Regions from separate parts of the Bombyx mori genome. Here region 1 is linked to region 2. Evidence: chromatin contacts called from public Hi-C data. All regions are on one chromosome and are shown on one strand. The core of a region is the stretch at or near the end of the contact, and the rest is flanking DNA. Distances in the headings are between cores, read along the strand shown. Region 1 overlaps LOC101741678 (A disintegrin and metalloproteinase with thrombospondin motifs 7). Region 2 overlaps LOC101741678 (A disintegrin and metalloproteinase with thrombospondin motifs 7).

Region 1 (6,783 bases), core at 1,398-3,897, 54 kb after region 2:
AAAATGAATCTAAATCTTCAGGTGGTTTTGACCACCGGGCACAAGTATTTTTAAAAGGTTCTCTTGCGAGTAATATAGTTGTTATACGTCATGTCACTCGTTAAATCACCGGTCTCAGATACAATCAGATCTGACAGAGACAAGTGATCACTTTATCACGTCGTTCATTGCTTTATCATGTAATTGGACAGTTTCACATTCACTTTAACATAAATAAATGAAAATTGTGCGAATTGCTGTATTATGTAAACTTGGGCGCAGAACCTATGCTTTTAGTGTTGATGGATCTCAAAAAAGTCTTGTTTACAATAAATAAAAATCGGAATCGCAATATCGGCTCGCGTCTACGTGCACCCGTCATAACATTTTCGCTAACGCTATTATTAGGTTAGTGAGAACGCTAAATTTAAATAACTCATTATGAAGCACGGGTGTGTGTGTGAAAAAGAGGGGTATGCTGACAGTCTTATTTTGATACATGAATAATTCATATCCATTGTTTTGGTAGCGGAGGTGTAGCTTAATCATATCTGGGCAGTAGGCCACGTGAATTGAAGAAATCCGCTTGGGAGATATTTAAAAAGATTGGTCTGGGTTTTTTACATCAAGTTAATGAATGATAATTGAGTTTTGCAATATTAGTATACCAAAAAAAATTATAATAATACAAAGTCCAATGACAATCAATGTCTTTAAAAGAAACATTTAATAGAAAAAAAATACTTGATTATTAAAGCCTGATTTCATTCTAATTTCGTACCTAATACAAATATTACCAAACAGTGTTGTTCTTAATCTTGGCGGAAGACTTATTGTTTGAAACTATTTCAACCGATCATGAAAGCAAAGGTGATAGATACGTGACTAACACTTTTCGTTAAATCGCAAACATACACAAAGTTGAATGACTTTTAAATATAGTAAAATAGTCTGCTTATAATGTGAATTGGTTTTCTCAAATGCTACACAAACGAACTAGAGGCGGATGGATGAAACTTGAGTAGAACAGGCGTTTGATGACATTGGCTGCGATTTCGCTGTTTCTACAGCGGTCTGTCAATTTCGGAGAATAACGTTTTAGGATCGCGTGCGCATTTATGCATGTAGCGCGTAGGTTGAGACTTATCGGAACACATATCGTAGAATGTTCTATTGTATTCGATAGCACCGATAAAGATCTTTATTCAGGTCACAATGCAAGGAAAGGGGAAATTTAATAAAACGTATCCATTCTTCCTTATGGTTTATTTTGAAAATATTTTAGTGCACAGAAATAATGGTATCGCAATGACTTAATTAACTTGTAACGTGATTGAAATCAGTATCATAGTTGCATTTGTTTATTGGACGCTGTTTTCGAATCATCAATCCACGTGTGAATCTGACGCGGCATCCGATAAAACAAATCCTATTAAATTAAAACACGAGGCGCGTGCTTTGATTAAAATTATGTTATTTCTATTAGACATGCGTAAAACACGTCATTTAGTTCCTACTCCCGTAGACCGGTTTTGTCAGAAAGAATGTTAATAGGACAACAAAATAAATGTAGGTCGCACCGTTGACCCGTACGAGGATCGACTTCGAATTACCCAATACGCGTTTTAAATAAGTAAAACTCCGAAATTCGCACCCGACTTTGTATGAGACGTACCCCATTACAGACAACATTGAATGCTAGACGAAACGAATGAGTTCAACCTGCGCTCTCGTAAATTATGTAATTTATTATGTCTGAATAACTAACGTGCCGATATAGGAATTTTATTCAATTAGTAAGTTAGCAGTAAACTAGCTTCTCACGTTTGTAAATGGCGAGTTATGTAAATGTGCAAGTAACTTACGGTTCCGAAGGACGTGATTGATTAATATTAAAGGTTTATTTTCCGTGAACTATCATGGAACTTATTTGTTTCTTATGAACTTTCATGAATTAAATATGTTGGAAGATTTTTTAAATAAGCATAATAATTAATTAATAATGGTAGGACCTCTTGTGAGTCCGCACGGGTAGGTACCACCACCTTGTATATTTCTGCCGTGAAGCAGTAATGCGTTTCGGTTTGAAGGGAGGGGCAGCCGTTGTAACTATACTGAGACCTTAGAACTCATATCTCAAGGTGGGTGGCGATATTTACGTTGTAGATGTCTATGGGCTCCGGTAACCGCTTAACACCAGGCGGGCTGTGAGCTCGTCTACCCATTTATGCAATAAATAAATAAAAAGCAAAACATTTACAAACCTAACATTTACTTCTACTTATTAATATGTGTCAAAGTGCATAAAGTGCATAAGCATCGAAGCAAATTTATAAATAAATAAAATAAAATAAATGTGTTAATTGTTAGTTCGTTGTTGGTGCAAATATAGTAATTGTGATACAACTATGTAATCGAATGTGAGTAGAAAAAATCGATATATTCAATCGACTTTTTCTTGTTACGGAATTTAGTTATATACTTAAGTAATAAGTAAAGCTGGGGGAAGAGCTTGAATCTAAATTTGAAATACGGCTTGTTGAAATAACTACGCAAATAAATGCAAAAACGAGGCTCACTGAAATGTTTTACTTTTCGTTACACGAATTAATTGGATGCAGTATCAGCAAACAACACGGCGCACGCGATATAGTGTTAATTAGATTGTCAGCCGCATACGATTTGCATGCATCGCCGTGCCGCGTCTAAGGGCGCTAGCACACCGACCAATCTACATCCGCTTACGAAAGAAGATTGCACAAAGTGGGAATGAGTTGCTCGCTCCAGGCATTTCAATATTGTAGTAATTGTTACGTTATAATACTCAGTGTAAAAAATTCATATTTAAAAAAATAATAATATTAAAAAGTAAATAAATAATAATTTTATATGTAAAAAAAAAGACATGCCCGCTGAGTTTCTTGCCAATTCTTCTCAGGACGGAGGCTAGTTCTTGTGAATTGGCGGTAGTTCTTTTGACGTTCAACAAGTATGTACTTTCATTTATGTTGAATAAATTTTTTTGATTTGATTTGATTTGATTTGAAAGCTATAGTACATATTCTTACGTTCTTTTTGGAACGAAGTTCCTTATGGGACGATGCGGAGAGGTACCCTTACCGAGAAAACGCGTCCGTAACGTAAGATTTTTATTATTTATGTATAGTCTTAGTATGATGGCTATACAGTGTCTAATCTATAGTCTACGTGATGACGGTTATTATTATTATGCATATAAATAGCTGTTATTTGTATATTATTATCATATATTCTTTTAAAATCATTGCGAATAAAATAAAGTTGATAACTTTGTAAAGTAGTTTTTTTATCAATAAAAAAAACATAATAAAATGTGTATACCCTAATACGATACTAAAACGATCATAGTTAATTTTAAAATCGATGCAGAAGACAGAATTTGGTACATGTAGGACGGTCGATCACTGTCAACATTACAACCATACGTGGTCATTTGAAAGACGCCTGATTGTCGTTGGAGAAAACGACGCGACTTCACCCGTCACGATCGGTAGCCTGATGGGCTACTCAGCTGGTGCCGCTGGTTCTTAGAGATACCTCGTTGAACCAGAACAAACGTTCCGAATCAAAACGTGATACTCCGCCAGCCGGTCTCTCTTTAGTTAAACTCTGGGTGATGCACTAGAGTGCTTTACCGCACTGCGATGGTTTTTACGATCGCCAAAACTAGGTGTGAGCCTTTCTACTGACCCCGACTCGACGGCAGCGCATAATACTATAAAAAAGTGTGTATCAAATTAATCTGTAGTACGTGATTGTAAATGAAACAAATCAACATGCATTGATTGAAGGACTGGTGAGGCGGAGGGCTAAGGATAGAAGAATAGTTGTATCCGCATCTACGAAACTATTCAAGTAAATCCAAGGTCAGTTATAAGTGTTTCGAGCCCAAGTTCGCGAACGGCTGACATAGTGAATGATTACATTATGTAATAAAATAAATCTTAAGTTGCGTTATTACCAGTGGGAGGGCGTTTTGTGAGCCATCACATCAACGTCTACCTACAGTAACAAAAAACAATGTTCGTATTCGATAATTAAAATTAATATGATAACGATATTTGTGTCAAATTAAATTAAAATCAGCTTTATACTCCCTAACAGTTCCACGTGACTGCTTTATTTGCATAAACATATTCAGTAATTCAATTGCCAGAGAGTAATTTAAATTAAATATTAATTATGTAATTGTTTTAAAGAAAAACTTTTAAAGCAAGTGGCACTTCCCTAGAATAGGCTTCCAATCTACACAGTGGTACGAGGCTAAACTCGAACCTGAAACCTCTTGATTGACTGAACACTGATGAGTACGCGAATTTCTAAAATAAAATCACTTTTTTTAAATCAATCGTAGAGTGTGTAGGAGCCCTTAAGAAACGTTCGACGACTTACAACCCGTTCGGTGACTACCCGGGCTGCGTACAGAAAGGTCGACCGCTAGTGATGAGACATGTTCTATCGATACAATCTACGATTATCATAATTATAGGACTGGCTTTAGAATATTTTAATAAAAAATATAATGTTAATTTTTTTGTTTCGTTTTATTATATGTATTCGTTTTGCGATGTCAAAAATTTCTGATTAAAATATTTGGTTGATTGTAAAACTCATGCCAAATTTTATGCAGCATGACAAGAGAACATGCTGCGCTTCTCATTTAAGGGCAAGAAGATGAAGTGTTAGTGTTGAAGTAAGTACAAAAAACATAAATCTTTAATAGTGTTAATTACTAATTTTTAAACTAAATTGACCTCGCTACAGTCAGTGCAGTCTGTTTACATTATTTTTTTATCAACGTTGTTTTGTATTTCTGCAATCGGTCTTGCCAATTGTTTTTGTTGTTAATTAAGACCAAGAACATCTCGTGATGGAATGTTTATTTCTGTCATTATTTGTTTCTTTTAATTCACATTTTATTTACCTTCATTTCTCCATACATTTAGTGAAGCACACGTTCAATTGTAAGTCACGCAGTTTTCGTAGTTGTCGATAAAATGTGAACCATTTTGTATCCCATTCACTAGTGAGTTAACACCATCAGCAGGTGGACAATAATAAACTGCATTCAGGAACCATATCACTTATTGAATATTATGTATGTTTAAATGTTTTAGAAGTTTCATTTTGAATCTCTAATTTTTTATAAAGGTGAACGAAAATTCTACTACGATTTAAAAAATATATTATAGTATTTTGCAGTAGATATTAAAAACTAGCTGTATATATAAGAATTGACTGAATGAACATATAAATTAGTACAGTTTTTTTTTTTTATATATTTAATACAGTAGAATCATAATTAATAATACGTCAGAACTACGTTTTTACCATTGATAAATCTAATTTTTGCGTCGTTCTTTTGTTATTAATCACGTAGTCGCCACAGTTTTTTAATAAACCATTCGCTTCGTCATATATGGCTATTATCGCAGTTCTAAACACGTGTCAAATTATCGGTTCGATTATACGTCATTATAGACGCACCGCAAGTATTGATTTATAGTTTATGTTATCTCTGTGGAATAATCTTTTAAAGCGAATAGGATGCCTCTTTTTCCCTCTAACGAGAAGTAACGCGTGGGCCAAGGAATGGATCCATAAATCTGTCTCTGATTGTTGAGAGAAAATCGTGAAACGAAACGTACCTTACATTGAACTCAGCAGACTGTGGGCGGCCTGCATTATTTATAATCTTTCACCAACAAATTCAAACCTACAACGGCTTAAAATCGCCATTTCAATCGTCAGCTTTGAAATAGGAATACTTTGTTAAATAAAATGTCACTAGTTCTTCAATATTAAGTCTCCGTATTTTAATGATAAGTTATACAATCCATTTGCATCTATTATAGTTGTACAACAATACCGTTTTCATGCAAATTAGATATCAAACACTTTAAATTTTCTTTTCGTTCTATATCATTTAAATAACACATACACTGTATTAGAGATAAGTTATATTCATATATTAGAGCTCTTAAAAACTTTATGTTATTATTATAGAATATTTGATAGAATCGAGTTTTCATTGCTCCAGATTCTTGGAAGCACATGATCGGTTCGCATTTTAGCACATATTAATTTATAAAAGACTCGCGTATTAATTAGGCGGACAATTCATTATGGTTACGAAAAAAATCCTAAGCTGTTAACGACTAGCAAATGCCTTCATAAACATCTTCCGTAAGCGACTCGGCCAATAAACTGTGCAAAAAATTATAAAGTTTACGACAAGAAAGGTACTAAAGATATGCGGGCAATAAAAATTATGTTCTCGGAAATGGATTCCAAATGAACTTTGACCTGCACGATATGTAGTATTTTACACATTATGTCCTTAAAATATTTTAATAAAATTATTTAAAATAGTCATTTTGCTAAGGAACTCTGTATCGATATTCTGTCGTAATTATTTGGGAGCATGTTATGTATCTAAGTTTTTTTTTATTGCTTAGTTGGGTAGACGAGCTCACAACCCAACTGGTGTTAAGTGGTTACTGGAGCCTATAGACATCTACAACGTAAATGCGCCCACACACCTTGAGATATAAGTTCTAAGGTCTCAAGTATAGTTACAACGGCTGCTCCACCCTTCAAACCGAAACGCATTACTGCTTCACGGCAGAAATAGGCAGGGTGGCGGTACCTACCCGTGCGGACTCACAAGAGGTTCTACCACCAGTAAAACTAGACTGTTTTATTACTGTCGCGAAACAATCTAAGGCTCCCGTGCGCAGATTAGCACCATCAATATACAAAACC
Region 2 (6,754 bases), core at 2,746-5,245:
GATAATCATAATCACTGTCTATCTTTGGTGACACGAAGTGGAGATAGTTTCGTTTTCGCATGTCACTTACGTACAAACGTTTACAAATATTACATTACAAACATTACATAAGAAATGGTCTTGAGCAACTACTTATCGTTTCGTGTAAATATTTTTTCGGTAATGTCGGATCCGTTAAAGGACCTAACGATTACGCTGTCTCGTGTGACGATGTTAATATAATGCTGAATGAATTTATTTACAATTTTACTGATTGAAAACGATACAAATATCGATTTTTTTTTATTTCGGACTTATTACGTTTTTCGTTTTCAGCTATTTACATTACTTTGTTTTTAATAAAAACTCGCGTCGGAAAACATAGAGATCAAACAAACCCTAGCGTGTATTCGCACATCATGTTTACACAACTTTAAGCGGGCGAACAGATATGTAAATCGCAGTATACGAGTGTAATATTAGATTTATTTTAATCAATCATCAATATCGATAAAAACGGTAGTGATCGTGCATGTTAAACTGTCAGTCAGTCGATAAATATTAATGGCTGCGTCACGCGTTACTGACGGGATAATTTGTAACGATGTGTGCGACGCGCATACAGTTTAAAAATCGATACAGAATATTCAGAATAAGAAAGTTTACTACATAATATCCTCTTTAATTTTTGCGAGTCGTTTAAATGATCAAAACTACTTTTATGGCTAGACCTTGCCTTTTTATTGTCATTTTTTTTATTTCTGACGTTTTGAGTACTGACAACTGTCACTTGTCAACGACAATGAAAACGCGAGATTAAGCCGTAAAAGTAGTTTTGACAACAAACAAAGTTCCGGTAAAATGGGGCGATTAGGGATTGAAAGGCGAATCGGGAAAAAACCGGGAAAATCTTTCGACGCTCAATATAAGTTTTATATTCGTTGCAAAATCTTCCATTTTTTTGTAGTTTAATAGTAGAATGTTTAAAGTTCACAAAACAACTCTGAATATGCATGATAATAGCTGCTAACTTATAAAAAATTGCGTTTCAAATTAACTTCCTGTGGTGGTAATTATTTTAGTGCTAGAAACTTTGCTCTCTTTTATTTATTTGATAATAATAGAAGACGACTGTGATATATAAACGTTATTTAGTGTTTGGACCAGCATATATATTAAAGGTAAGTCTCAGTTGTTATTGGTTTTAATGTATTTGATTAAATAAAAATACATGTAAAAATCTGTTGTTTTTGGGGATATTGGGGACGTCTTAGGTATAAATAACAACGAAAAAGGGGTCAATTGGGATGAGAATACGTGAAATGGAAACGACCTAAGTATAAATAGGTACAGGTTTGTAGGGTTGTCTATGTAGTTATAACAATATTTTTTAAATTTGTTGGTAAAAATCTGGTTTATCGAAGCGAAATTGGGAATAAGTCTTTAGTTGAAATAGATAAGCAATTTAATATAAGTAAGTCGATTTTGCAGAGACATGTAACAAGATCAATGAAATCTCAAGGTGGACAAAAATGTCTAAGTATTACATAATAAAATATTTAATATTTGTTCAGAGTGGGGGTATTCATCTGATTAATCCATGGAATAACCGACACACCTAATCTCTTAACCCAGATAGAAATATCAGCCCCTAAGTACTTACCAAGAACGGAGAAATATAAACCGTTTTTATGAAAGCCCACTATATATGTATAAATATATATATATATATTGTTATTGAGCACCTATAATTGAGGTGATGTCTGCCATGTATTTCTGTCAGTTTTTCAATTTTTTTTATTGATGATCACTTTGTTGGTGCAACTAAATAAATAAATAAATTAAAACTATATATAAAAATAAAAGTAGTGCCAACCCTAGCAAATTTCTCATTTCGTCCCAATTAACCGCAATTTTCGGGTAAATAGGGATTACACCTATTTTTGCATTTTTTGCTTAAACTGGAATGCTAGTTGCATAATTTTAAATTAGACAACAAAGATGCCCCCAAGACTCAATCATTTTGATCCTGATATAGCATTATATACATCAACAACTACCTTAAAATTGCTCATAAAGTTGGAATTTGTCCCTAATCGCCCCATTTTACGGTTTGTCTTGTAGTAAATCTCAAAAAACAATTATAAATACTTGAAATGATATTTTCTAGTTTGTTGATGTAATTCAATGTACAAAGCTGTAAGTCTTGTGAACGTTAAAAATATGCAGATCGGTAATAAGCTTTAATTGGTTTAGGTACTTACCGCGAAACTTTTTTACACGCACCTATCATTAATAGCATCTAAAACAGCGCAATTGTAGACTAATTCAAATAAATACGTTACGAAAGCTATTTCACTAATCTGTGAAGTCTACAAGAGCGGGAATAGCCGGCTAATAATATACGTTGGTGGCTGACTCACAGCCATGCGGAAGCCAACGAAAATCTCTATAAATTCTATGCAATAAATTCAATACACTGATATGAAAAACAAACTCGATGTTCGGAACATGAGGTTTGCCTTTATAACACAGCTAGGGTATTGGTTTAAATTATTGATTTACGATGGAAACATTCCCTTGTTATTAAAACGAGACCACGTCATGATTGTACGATTAAAATTTAACGATACCTACGTATATATTGAGTTCGAGAAAATACGACACGTGCCGCATTTTTATAAAAAAATAATATGACAATATAAATAACCCGTTGATGTCTTTTCTGTGAAACTGTGCCAATAACCGATAGACGCCACTATAACGTGGTTTTATTAAATTTTTATTATAGATTTCGTAGAAGTAAGGTCGGCCAGATGAATAAAAGCCTTATCTACACCGGCACTCATAGTTTAATGGAGAATCACTCTCGGATGTGACGCGGGAATTACTAAATTCATCTAGCGATCGTTTACAATTGCGATACTGATTTTTTTTCGCTTTAGACATCGACCTGTTGCATGTGTAAAATTAATATTAAATGAACGATTAATTTTATATTTTGAATTCTAGCTGCACTTATATAATATTATTTGTTAAAAATGTTTCGAATTTGGGCTTTGATCCAACTTTATGCAATAATCCGTGACATGTTAGTATACATGTAGGTATTAGTGTTTAGGAGCATTCTGAACTTGTATGGACATTTACTACTGTACCAAGGATGCGACAGCCGTTTTAAAAGTCAATTGAGACTTTGGCCTCATGTCTCAAAGCGGGTGGTTTCGGTGAAATTCTCTTCATATCATTTAGTATACAGTAGTAAAAAATATATGTAAAGATGTACCTTTCAATACGTTTTACTCGGAGCTGCTCTGAAATTCTACTCTATTGTTTATTTCGAAATGCTGCTTTAGGAATAAAACACGGCATTGTTTAGAAGCTTTGGTCACACGTAGCGTTGTAAATGAAAAAAAAAACGTTAACAACCGCGAAATCCCAGTCGCGTCGGCTGCTGGAGGCTTTGATGACTGACTCTAGGCGGCATTTATAAACAGAGAAAGTTACATATATTAAATTTATTATTCTTTATCGTAATTTTTTATTTGTAGATTTCGCTTTATTTTATACTTAATATAGCTAATGCTTGTAGATTATGCTAGTTAATGTTCATCATAATAATTAAAGATAATATATTACGAGCTTTTCGTTTTACTAAAAGCGAGCGTCATAATCATATGAGAACTTCTAAATGACTGTACGAAAAGAAGGTTTAATTTTTATACACGATCTTTCGCAATCATAAATGAGAGGAATATATTCGAGTTGAATATCCGAAATAAAGCTTTTTTTTTATTGCTTAGATGGGTGGACGAGCTCACATCCCACCTGGTGTTAAGTGGTTACTGGAGCCCATAGAGATCCACAACGTAAATGCGCCACCCACCTTGAAAGCCACGCATTATAATTTCGCATTTGTTTTGTGGTAATCGAATGTTTATTATGCTTTTACGTGTCAAACGCTGCTCTGCAATACTTGCGTTCACATAGCAGGAGCGATAAGCGTGTGAGTACGACCGTAGCAGAGACACGAGACAGCGTGGCGTCCGCTGTCGGTCGCCGACACATTACCATATAATATTAACATATGGCATTCTTCAGAAAATCCAAAATTCAAGGTTTCTTAGATGAAACTTTGTTATTTCTTTTATCTTTAAATTGCGTTCATATTTTTGCCCTATTAGCTGACCTGGCAGACTTCGTAGTGCCTCAATCGATAAATAAAAACCCTAGACTTTTGTATAAAATAAACTTAAATCAAACAAAAGGAATCCGTCCGACGGGGGACACGTCAAAGGAAAAACAAAATTGTTATTTTTATATAATTCCGAACATTTTTATATTTATCTACCTTTTAAACATTCTCTGGACTTCGACAAGTAATTCAAGACCAAAATTAGCCAAATCGGTCCAGCCGTTTTTGAGTTTTAGCGAGACTAACGAACAGCAATTCATTTTTATATATATTTATACTCTATTTACCCTAGGACCTTTATTTTACGTAGAATGATATTACGCATTACTCGTTTACGTATTTGTGAACAGGTAATAATTTAAATTAGCCTTCGTTTAAGAACTTTAACAGATTTTAGTAGAGTCGTTGATTGAATTAAGTTACCGGTGCCGATTTCCGGTCGTTACGAGATATCGTAAGCGAATACCGCTAATAGACTTGACGAAAAAGATACGTTAAATTTAATTTACGAATGCTCATTTAGTGATTCCGAATGCTTCAATGTTTACGTATTGAAAATCGATTACGAATCGAGGTAATTGGCAATCGAGATATTTTCGAGACCCTTACGAACGGCATTATTATGCAGGTTTTTTTTCTCTCCGTAAAAGTCATTCGAATGTGTTTAAATATTGATGACTCCGATCTTATGGGAGATGCATAATGCATGGGAGTCGCCCGCGGGTCCGTCACCGACACCGTTACAAAACAACTCATTGTCTTTTGATTGCCGCTTTCCGAGAACATTCGGTCACTTGTTTGTACCGTTTACCGAATCGAGCTTCCTCGTTGCATTCATTTCACACCGGTTCTGACCCTCGACGGTAGTATACCGCAATTCACCAGTTAAATTCCTTGTTTTTGAAGGCGTTTTTTTTTTCTCCTTCAATAATTTTAATTATCATACATATTTAATGATTTAAGTATTGCATTATCATTCTCGTTCACGGTTTTAAAATAATTGATTGTACACATAAAGCTGTTGTTGAGCATTTTGAAATAGATATCTAACAAAAGACGTCGCAATGAAATTGGATTGTGTCCCAAAATTTTGCTTCGTCCGCAATTCTCCGTACAGTTGATCAATTTCTCCGAGAGCACAAAGAGAGGTACCAGAGAAAAATAAAATCGTCGATTTTTCAGTAGGTACAATACAATAATCGATTAACGATCGAGAAAACACTTTTTAAATAAATTAAGAATTCTATTTAGGCATTAAAAGATTCACGATTTTTTTTTTTTTTATAAATAGCTCAATCTAAATCGATAGGCAGGAGTGTAGAAAGTTACGTAACTGATCGGTCTGCTTATCGTCACTATAAACAGGTCTACGGGCTAACAGTTGTCCGTTATATCTTGTTGAAACTAAAATATTTTGTTAACTGCATTTACGCTTCCAGTTTAGCGCCGCCGCCTTGAAACATACCGAAATAGATAACTTTAAAATCTATTGATCATTTCCTTGAAATAAATTTGTTTATAAATGTGCAGACAGCGTGCATGATTAATCCGAACTCTTTTAAAAACACGTAGAATATAAAATAGGAGCCCGTAATAAAGTCCGAAAATATTTTCTCGAGAGAAAAAAAAAACGTAAAATCAAAATATTAGATTTCATCAGTTTAGTAGATAACAATCATACAGCTTTGACGTACCTAGTAGTACCTACTGATTTGTTAATAAGAATCTTCTTGAATCTGGTACGCGAATATTTATAAATGTTGTGCAACGCTACAAAAAAGTTTTCATTACCATAAAAATTGTACTTGTAATTATTATCCAATGTTACAAACGTATAGGCTTTTTGTTAAATATAATGAATGCCCAATTTGTACACACCTGACATCCTTGGCCTTAATGTCGGCGCGTTTGAAGTGACCGGTCGATCAGTGCGAAACGCCGTTAGCCATCCGCAAATACATACAAAAACATGTACATAAAACAATCAACCTTGCACGGTCGAAGATTTTTGCCAATGATTATATATTAATCGCGTGTTCTCCTGAATTATTTACATTTAAAAACACAGCAACATTCGCCCTTGTTCAAAAATGAAAATCAATCTAAGAATTATTTTACAGGAATGATGTTCATCATTATTTTTGATCGACCGATAACATTGATCTCGATAGTATGGATAAAACGTAACATCTGAATTTTTGACTAACAATGATAATCGCGCTGATGACGTAAATACAAAAGCATTATCGTTTCAGTGTTTTGGAGAAATAGGTAAGTGTGTTGCACAATGCAAGGTTGCTAAGCGAGATAAAAACATGACGAATGATGTAAGAGTATTTACAATAGAGTTTTAACAATAAGCAGTTGTTGTTAGACATTACGGTGCCAAGTATCCGCCACTGAGGCCTTAATTAATATTGTTTAATCATTAAAAACGTAATCAAAGCACTGCTAGGGTCAAATATGGTTTTTTTTTTATAAGAGTTTTCTTAATCATTCTGTCGACACCAACTATACGAAATATAAAAATTGGGATATATATTAATAAATATAATGTATACGATATCGCGGATATCCGCG

Evidence for each region. Hi-C and Micro-C count contacts between places; a contact is called where the count stands out from the background.
Region 1: a contact with region 2 is called in a Hi-C map of whole pupa, with 2.1 times the contacts expected there. The contact joins two enhancer-like sites. A contact is called at or near these places in 3 of 7 Hi-C or Micro-C datasets (all in whole pupa).

What each region holds. Positions count from the first base shown.
Region 1 is chr21:8,548,599-8,555,381 of ASM3026992v2, forward strand. The region is part of intron 1 of LOC101741678 (A disintegrin and metalloproteinase with thrombospondin motifs 7); the gene reads right to left. Among protein-coding and RNA genes, the nearest start is that of LOC101741678, 21 kb to the right of the region's middle. Within about 2 kb of position 2,648, at least 4 of the 8 cell types and tissues checked have open chromatin away from gene starts, as enhancers often do.
Region 2 is chr21:8,493,461-8,500,214 of ASM3026992v2, forward strand. All of the region lies in intron 7 of LOC101741678 (A disintegrin and metalloproteinase with thrombospondin motifs 7), which reads right to left. Among protein-coding and RNA genes, the nearest start is that of LOC101737826, 32 kb to the left of the region's middle. Within about 2 kb of position 3,996, at least 5 of the 8 cell types and tissues checked have open chromatin away from gene starts, as enhancers often do.